Linked DNA regions of Mus musculus: region 2 is linked to region 1. Evidence: chromatin contacts called from public Hi-C data. All regions are on one chromosome and are shown on one strand. The core of a region is the stretch at or near the end of the contact, and the rest is flanking DNA. Distances in the headings are between cores, read along the strand shown. Region 1 has its middle 82 kb from the start of Icos. Region 2 overlaps Pard3b (par-3 family cell polarity regulator beta).

Region 1 (4,761 bases), core at 1,478-3,977:
AGTGAGTCAGAGCACCAAAGCCATCCAGTACATTCTGGTCCACCTTCTATCACTGGATATTTTCTAGATAAGAAAATCTACATGAATGTATTTCTGATTTTAATTGAAAATTAAAAGAAACAGACTCTAAAGTCTGAATCTGAAGAGAAAAATCAAATGTGGTGGGTTTGGTTAAGGGGCACATACTAGCGGTATTTTCTTGGTTCTTTCTCTCCAGGGGAAAAAAATATGAAGTGCGTTCTCTAGGGAAGATGGTGGATGGCTGATAAAAGAGACAAGGAGAAGAGGAAGCTACAGACTTCAGGGCTGTTGGAGGTTGGCTTGTTTCTCTCTCTGTAGAGGGGCACATATGAAAGTGCTTCATATTTAGAGCAGCAGGGCTGAGACTCATCTTGGCAGGTGTTTCCTGTGAAAGGGGTCATACCAATAATCACCAAATGCTATGCCTACTCTGCTAAAATTCACGGGTGAGTTATAGATGTGATGGATCAATTGTTGTATCAATGTAAAGACCCTGGAAGGGCTTGAGGGCCACATTCATTACAGTTGCTGCAGAAGACCTTTGGAAGGATGAACATCCAGTGTGAAAAGGAAATCCAAATTTATATTTTAAGACTAGAGTCAAGATCTTATGGAACCAGATACTCTGGGCAGGCTCCAGGCAATGGTAGGCTAGCATCAGTTTGCACCAGCTCAGAGGTGGTGGCCAGGTCATGTGAGATTCCTTCTATCCACCTCTTCTTTTCCCATTGAGAAATGAAGACCTAGAGGGTCACAACCCCAGTTTTGGTTCAGGACTGTTACTTTCATCAACTAGATATTTTCAGGTCCTGCTGTTCTCATAATAGAACATCTCATATGTTAAACTGGTGGCCAGGGCAGCATGGTAATGCTGCCCAAATCATTGACATTGGGTTATGAAACTGTAGATGACTTGAGAGTTCCTGGAGGCCAATGGGACTAATGTGATCACATTAATTTTTGATCACTCCACACTGTGGAGTTACTCTGAAGTCCCTTGCCCTCATTCTGAAAATCTCTTACAGAAAGATAATATTTGGACTGAAAGGTAAACATTATAAACCATTCCTTGCACTCTTTAGCCCTTCTCCCTAGCTCCCGCGTTTAATTGTTAGCATGTGTTGGGTGAAGACAAGCTAGCTAGTTAAATCATGGATGCTTCCAGAGCTTGCTGGAGCTGATTTTTATGTACTCATTTTAAACCTTTGCATATATTGTCAAGGGTTCTTCCACTGCCTAGCAGAAGATCTAGAACTCACCTACACACACTTCATTGTAACTATCTATCTGTATCACAAAGTCCCATAGACTCTTCCTTTAAATTAGCCCACCACTTTCCTTTTTTCTCTGTTTACTTCTGTGACTCTAGTTCAGACTGTGGTGGTCATGTGAAAGGGATATGCTCATCTCTCTGTGTAGGGTTTTATTCCTGTTCTAGTTTCTACCATATCAGACAAAGTGTTATCTTCCTAAAGCAGCCATGTTTTCATAACGCATTCTCTAATGATGTCAAGACAGGACTGTGTGCCTCAGTGGCTAAGAACTTCTTCATCAACCTTACTTGAATTGCTTTTTCTCCTATCAAACAGCATCTCAACACCTAAGTCTTTTCTTCTCATTGAGTTTCCATGTACTACACTTTGCCAAGTGTACTTTCTCTTCTGACCAGAATTTCTCCATCTGATCTTATCCAGTGGCCACTGTCTTATGCATATTTTATGAATGGAGTTTTACTTTTGCTTATGTGAATTTTTGCTATGGCATTCAACTTCTCATCCAGACATCGTTTCATGTCTCACCACCATACATGTGTGTTGAAAATCTACTCCAAGGACCACCTTCTTCACGAAAACACTTGTAGTGGTCACTCATAAATGATTTTATCCTTTCTATCTATGCTATTCCCTAAGATTCATGAACTATTGAGCTTGGGTGTGTTAGCCATGAGGCTTTTTTATATAGGGTCATGTCATCTCACAACTGTCTCATTCACACTTCATTCATAAAATTCTAATGTGTCCCTTGAAGCATTGCCTCATTAAAGATAAAAGGCTTAGAACCACAGCTGGCATGGACTTGATCTTTGCTAGGTTTCCTACTTCTTCCCTTTTCCTTTTCCCAGAAGGTTATTGGATAATGTTGTCTCTTCCAATGCAGGCATTACATGCAATCATACAGTAGTTCTTAATACTTATTGACCAGAATGTGGTTCACCTACATACCCATACACCTGAATCTGACATTAAACACGATTATGCATGAACTCCTGGTTCATATTATTCATTTCTGAAATCAATATTTTATAATCCTGAAACCTAGCAATGTACTGCTGGAATGCTCTTGTCACCCTACTCACTGATACAGTTCAAAACTGGTCCAGAATGATTCTGTCCCGATGAGTCGCCGTTACCTCTTAGACACTTTGCCTTGAGACATGAGGGCTGTGACACCCGCAAGCATCACAGAAAGTATCCATTTTCCATTCTCACACTTGCCTTGCTTTTTTTCTCTTGGCACAAGAGGAGACCAGAGATGCAGAAATTAGGAAGCTGGGCTGAAGGGAGTCCAACTTTCCAGTTCTCCAAACGCTCTCCTGGAAAGCCGCACTTCTGAGGACGTAGTCGTTTTCACTCACGCTTCCAAGAGGGGTCTTGTTCTTCTCAGATGTTCTTTCGCGAACTTTTTAACTCACTAAAATTAAAACATTTGTTTCTGACTTCCCGAACATTGTTTATAGTTCTCAACTGCTGGCCAGAGTGAACAATTACCCCCTGGAATAAAAGCTCTCTAAATCATGTTTATTTCTGCCTCAGCTATTATCCATGAAAGCTTGTTTGAGTTTTCTGTAGGGTGATAAGATTGATGTTGCACACAATTATCGTCAGCCATGTATATCCTGAAAACAATCCCAGTTTGGCAGTAGTCGTTCTGAAAGCAATATTCCTTTGCTAGCCTGTGTTGTACTATGAAACAGATCCTTGCAGAGTATCTTAATCATCCAAATCTAAGATAACATACTATTTATTTCAAATGGTCAGCAATGTTCCAAATGCCACTACAAATTAGATTAGAAATTATCCAGTTCGAGTGTAAACATCCCACTAATTTACCTAGTGTCTGGGACTTTTATTTGATATTCAGGAATTTTAATAATTTAATGTTGTTTAGCTCTCAGTTCGACCTTTGCTTTCTGGACATTTAGAACTTCTCTGTATTTATTTAAGGAGATCAGAAGTGCTTGGGATAGGGGACTGGGGTTCTGACTGCCCGGGTGGTTGCTGCAGCAGCACTATAGCGTTTGTGAAGAGAAGGTGGGAGTAGTTTACAGACTTTTGTCTGTGTGGTTATAGAGGTGACCCTCTGGATCTGCTCTTTCACAGACCCACCAAAGTGGCCCAGCTCTGCCAAGAGAGTACCCTCAGTGACACAAAATTTAGCAAAACTGATAAGATGGCCAAATTCTGTTTGAGCATTCCCAGGATACCATTGAAACACATCCCCTGTGTGGTTAAGACTTTAGAATAAATGAAATCTTTTCTACTTTTTGCCTGTTAGTCCTTTAACAAATTTCTTAACCATCTGATACTCAGTTTCCTATCTGCAAAATGGGCATAAAAATATCTTCCTTGAGAGTGGACTGCAGAAGTTGAGTGAGAAGCATCTATCTAATATAATGTTAGAAGTTTCTGCTATCCAAAGTTCCCTTCCTTTTTTCTTTTTATTTATTTTATATTTTAGGAATCTGCTTAGAGATATGATGACTTATTTAAAGCTATAATCATTTGGAGTTGGAAAGGTCTCTTTCTTCCTCTTCCTTTTCTCCTTTATCTTCTCCCTCCCTCTCTGCCTTCCCCTCCTCCCTCCCTCCCTCCCTCCCCCTCCCTCCTTCCTCCCTCCCTCCCTCCCTCTCTGCCTTCCCTTCCTCCCTCCTTCCCTCCCTCCCCCCTCCCTTCTTCCCTCCCTCCCCCTCCCTCTCTCTCTCTCTCTCTCTCTCTCTCTCTCTCTTTCTTTCTTTCTTTCTTTCTTTCTTTCTTTCTTTCTTTCTTTCTGTTTTTCTTTCTTCCCTTCTTTTTGAAAGAGTTTTGTGATTTAGCTCAAGCTGGTCTCAAACTTCTAAACTCCTATCTTGGGACCCTGAGTGCCATAGACGGGTTACGGGTCTGCATTATCACCCCCTCCTTCCCTTTTAGACCATCAACCTTCTCAGTCACACTAATTCTCAAGGATCCATATGTTGAAGCATAAATTACTGATAACCTAAACTTTTAACCTACAAATAGATTTTTTTCTCTCTTGTTTGTTTGGTTTGCCTTAAATGCTTCTCCTGAAACTGGGTTATGGTGTCATGACTGAATGGCTACAGAGCCCTAGGAATTTGTTGGATTACAGATTTTTCCCATTCATAGTTATGTGGGGACCTACTATGTGTCAGAGGTTATTCTAGGTGCTGGAAACATTGCAGTGGAAAAAAAAAAAAGACAAGTTCTGGGCAGCCTTTCACCCAATCTTGATGAGGTAATAATTATAATGGCTAATTTGACTCTCTCCTAAGTGATCAATAGGAAAATAGCAACATGGTAGAATGCAACAAAGCAGTACGAACACCAGGACCCCTAGGGATGCTCTAAACAGAAACCCCCTACACTCTGCAGCCTAACAAAAAGCTCTCTGCAGCCAGCTGGGGTTAATGGCTACATTTACAGTTTAAAATGCTCCAGATAGAGCTGGTAGTGATGGGAG
Region 2 (4,761 bases), core at 736-3,235, 720 kb after region 1:
CTTATTTACATGAAGAAACTGCAGACTGTTGGAAGCAAACAATTTTTTTTTCTTTAAAAAAATAAAAAAGCAAAAGTAAACTACCTTAAAAGTTTGCCAGGGAAAGATGACAATTTTACAATCTCTCCCTCATTTGTTATGGGGTCAGCTGTGGTATTCCAGTGTCCCCTCAGAAATTATCATCTTTGATTGATTGATTGATTGATTGATTGATTGATTTCCAGATCCTCTTAGAAAAGAGGGGCCTTTAGGTCCTGTGAAGGTTCTATGCCCCAGTATAGGGGAATGCCAGGACTGGGAATGGGAGTGGGTGGATTGGGGAGCAGGGGGCGGTGAGACGGGGTGGGGGTTTTCAAAGGGGAAACTAGGAAAGGGGATAACATTTGAAATGTAAATAAAGAAAATATCTAACTAAAGAAAGAAAAGAAAAGAAAAGGAAAGGAAAGAGGGGCTTGACTTTATGGCTCTCCCTTTTACTATTTAGCTATGGAATCATGATGAAAAGTTGGGTGAAGAGATATCATGATGTCCCTGATGTAGCAAAGGCAAATCAGAAACTCCCAAGGAGCAATTGGCCCTGGATGGGGTGGTTATAGAAAATTTCCTGTTCTCCAAGGAAACAAGAAGTCCAATTCTTTAGACACTGGGAACATTTGTGCTTGTGTGTGACACAGTCAATGTGTCTCATACCCAAGTAATGTAAAAAATGTTATCCCTTCTTACTATGACATCAAAACCATAATTGTTCTTTTCTGAAGTGGCTAGATAACAATTAAACCTAGGGTTCTTTGAAGCAGCTACAGAACTTTCCTTTTTTCCCCTCAAGGACAAAGCATAATTTGGAACTGAGGTCAAGTGGATGAGACACCAGAAGAATTTGTAAAAATACCATGTAAATATTGAGGTGGGTAAATGGACTTGATTAGTAAGAAGTCATTTGAAGATTCAATGACCTGGTGTTTGACTATTTTTAAATTGCTATGATGAACATGAAGAAGTAACAGAGAAAAATGCGCACAAGAGAGTGATAGAAAAAATGATAGAGCGGTGTTTCTTTAGGGAGACCTGATGGCAGGGGTATAAATAAGCCACACAAACATCTCTTTCCCAAATAGGAACTTCTATTTAAGTAAGTTAGGCATTTAATTGTAATGACCGAACATAATGAAGGAAATATCCTCTGCTCAACAGAGACTTTAATATGAAATAAATTGCGTGTTCACATATAGTGAACACACAAAGCAATACTACTTAGACAAATAAACTTTAAACATTAGAGTTGTGTGCACATTTTTATGTGTATAGATTGAAACCTGTGCAATTTTCCTACTTTAATATTGTAAATTAATATTTAAATAGAAGAGAACTTTTAAAATCTTGAAGGTAGTATTCCTTAAACATTTTCTATTGTTTGGAAGTCAGAAGCTGAAAATGAATACCAGATTGATTGAAAAGAGCATTTGGCCTAACACATTCCCTGATAAGTTTAATTTAACACACTGCTTTGGGGTTTTAAAACTAAATATTTCCCTCTTAAATGGAGAAATGTTTCTTGTATGCAAGTACAGTATCTGATAGCCTAAGGTTGTCAAGAGTAAATATGGGTAATTTAAGATTTAGACTTTTTTTTTAATGGAAAATGTGGTTTTGAACAGTGAGAATTATTATGGTAGAAATACATTGGGCACTGTTTTGACAGTAGTGTACTTCTTAAGAAATAAACACCACAAAGGCTTTAAAATTAGCTAGTGTCTCCATATAAGGAGAGGAATGCAATGCTGGATTGAGTTTTTGACACACAATCTTTTATTATGACATCAGGTTGATTAATATCTCAGCCAAATCATTGTTTTAAAATATCTTCGTTCTCTGTCCATTAGACGTGGAGCAGAAAGCACACATAAAAGCTGGCATCTGCATCGTGCTCCTGACCGTTTACTTTGGGGCAATGCCAGTAACGTGGTTATAGTGTTTACAGTCTGAATGACTTAGGAATTCATCTCAGGCAAAACACTTACAAGTCTGTCCTGCTGGAGCCAAGCTGCACACAGAATGTTGGATAACTTGTTAAGAATAAATTGTGAAACACTTTTGAGCACAAGGTGCAGGTCTAATTTTTCCTTTCTTTTCTTTAACTTTAAAAATATTCTAAAATTATTACTTATTAAATGTCAAAATGCTTTAAATGTAGAACAGTATAAGAATGAGATTACTCAGCTCATCTAATGAAACCCAGCCAAAGTAATTATTACCCGAAGATGGGTATATGCATCCCTTTTATGTGCATAATTAAGAAAGCACATATATAATGAAATTAATCCAATTTTTGAATTAACATAATTTTGTCATTGTTTATATTCAGATTTTATCACACACTATTTGTTTGTTGGTTTGTTTAGGGTGTATGTGTGTCTGTGTGTGCCACATCATGCCGGTGGATATCGGAAGACATCTTGTGGGAGGGAATTGATTCTCTCCCTCTACCATGTAGGTCCTGGAGACTGAATCAGTCATCAGGCTTGGTGATCAGCAGTCTGCCTGCTGCGCCATCTTGATGGCGTGTCTATTGTTTGAAAGATGATTTCAGATATGGACATTGCATTTCATGCCCGTTTACACTTTTAGCATCCTTTCTTTGCTTTCTGTTTGAAGAATCTGCTGTGATTCAGACCAATAAATACTCTACTAATTGTAATATTAAAATGATATATTTTTCAGACAAAAGTTGAAGACTTAATCATATTTTTGAGTAGGATATTGGAGTGGTGGGTAAGGTATTAGAGGAACAGCAGGGAATGGCTGGCATATGAACAGTTCGGTTCATGTATGAAATTAGAATAAATAGAACTTACCACACAAGAGTAAATAAAAATTTTTTAAAACTTATAGAAAATTGTTTTTTTTAATGTTGGTTTTTTAAGAATCTTAAATATGGCGTGGACTCCTATCAAAATCCCGGTTAAATGAACATGGAGGTGATCATGCTGTGCAGGGGTTGGAATAGTTCTGATCACTGCTCTGATGCTGAGTAGAACGAGCTCCATTTCTTCTACAGCACCATTAGTAAAATGTTAGGTCTAGTTGCTTTTTAAACATTTTTCCTTGAAATACACAGGAGAGATTTAAAAACAAACATAATGTCGACACTATGCCCCTCCTTAGAATTGGGAACAAAATACCCATGGAAGGAGTTACAGAGACAAAGTTTGGAGCTGAGACAAAAGGATGGACCATCTAGAGACTGCCATATCCAGGGATCCACCCCATAATCAGCTTCCAAACGCTGACACCATTGCATACACTAGCAAGATTTTGCTAAAAGGACCCAGATGTAGCTGTCTCTTGTGAGACTATGCCGGGGCCTAGCAAACACATAAGTGGATGCTCACAGTCAGCTATTGGATGGATCACAGGGCTCCCAATGGAGGAGCTAGAGAAAGTACCCAAGGAGCTAAAGGGATCTGCAACCATATAGGTGGAACAACATTATGAACTAACCAGTACCCCGGAGCTCTTGACTCTAGCTGCATATGTATCAAAAGATGGCCTAGTCGGCCATCACTGGAAAGAGAGGCCCATTGGACACGCAAACTGTATATGCCCCAGTACAGGGGAACGCCAGGGCCAAAAAAAATGGGAATGAGTGGGTAGGGAAGTGGGGGGGAGGGTATGGGGGACTTTTGGGATAGCATTGGAAATGTAATTGAGGAAAATATGTAATAAAAATATTAATTAAAAAAACAAACAAACATAATTTTAATCTTGAAAGTCTATTTTGTATAAATATAATTTTGTACACTTAACTTTTCCTTTATTAATGCCACAGATTAAATCTCTTTTTACTTTTATTTATTATTTAATATGGTATTATTAATTTTCTGAGAGTTTATTGGGTGTATTGTGGTCATATTTACAACTAACCACTCTTCTTGGGAGGGACCCTTCCATCCTCTCAACTTCATATCAATTACATTATCTTTTTCCTAATCTGAAAAGAAATGTGTGGGGCATGACTTCCTCTGAAGTAGTAGTTTTAAAATGAATCGTTGAGAATTTCATATATGCATATGATATACTTCTATTCCTGAGTCCAATTAGTGCCATCCATATATGCATGACCATAGGGCTGTGTACCAGAACATGGACAACTACTGGGTACCACAACCCTGAAGAAACCTCACTCTTCTCCCTGAGCAGACATCATCTGCTTATGTCTTCTTCTTCATGATGCTCACATAGTTCCTCGTAATGGGGTTGTTGACTGGCTTGATCTCGTGAAGGTCTTGTGTAGGCAATCCAAGCTATGGTGCTCATGGGTACTCCAGCCCTGTTACGACTGGAAGACAATGTCTGAATCATTATGGAGTATGTGTAGATGATACAGGTACTTCTCGTGAAAGAGATGGGAGGAGGGAGATGTTGGGCTGGGCGACCAAAATGTGACAGCTAATTTATTTCTGTTGCCTTATGCTCTTGAAGAAAAATTTAATGTTATGAATTTCTTTACTTTTATGAATGTTTTAATTTCTGTAGAGCTGCCATGCATTATTCAAGATTATAAAATGATTTGAATTTCAGGAGCAGGCAGATTTTCTGATGAGGATTTCAAGCTGTGTAATTATGAAACCCATATAGGTTAAAAGTTCAGAACTCGTTAGCTTAATCATTTAAAAATAACCAATTTATAAGTGTGGCATTTCATTTCAGAGGGGCACAATTACAATGTATCTGACTAGAGGACCCCTGGATCCTGTTTGATAC

Evidence for each region. Hi-C and Micro-C count contacts between places; a contact is called where the count stands out from the background.
Region 2: a Hi-C map of uterus shows a contact between it and region 1, with 5 times the contacts expected there. The contact joins two enhancer-like sites. A contact is called at or near these places in 1 of 15 datasets of contacts at CTCF or cohesin (stem cell-derived epiblast-like cells), 55 of 484 Hi-C or Micro-C datasets (3T3-L1-derived adipocytes, the AtT-20 cell line, B cells and 31 more), 2 of 115 datasets of contacts at active chromatin or transcription factors (astrocytes and embryonic basal ganglia) and 1 of 9 other capture datasets (embryonic stem cells).

Annotation. Positions count from the first base shown.
Region 1 is chr1:61,057,389-61,062,149 of GRCm38.p6, forward strand. No RefSeq gene overlaps it. Among named protein-coding and RNA genes, the nearest start is that of Icos, 82 kb to the left of the region's middle. Within about 2 kb of position 2,728, at least 4 of the 459 cell types and tissues checked have an H3K27ac peak or open chromatin away from gene starts, as enhancers often do. A contact at or near this core is called in uterus, where this site is marked.
Region 2 is chr1:61,778,171-61,782,931 of GRCm38.p6, forward strand. All of the region lies in intron 2 of Pard3b (par-3 family cell polarity regulator beta), which reads left to right. The region is part of intron 3 of Pard3bos1 (a long non-coding RNA gene); the gene reads right to left. Among named protein-coding and RNA genes, the nearest start is that of Pard3bos1, 85 kb to the right of the region's middle. Within about 2 kb of position 1,986, at least 12 of the 459 cell types and tissues checked have an H3K27ac peak or open chromatin away from gene starts, as enhancers often do. A contact at or near this core is called in uterus, where this site is marked.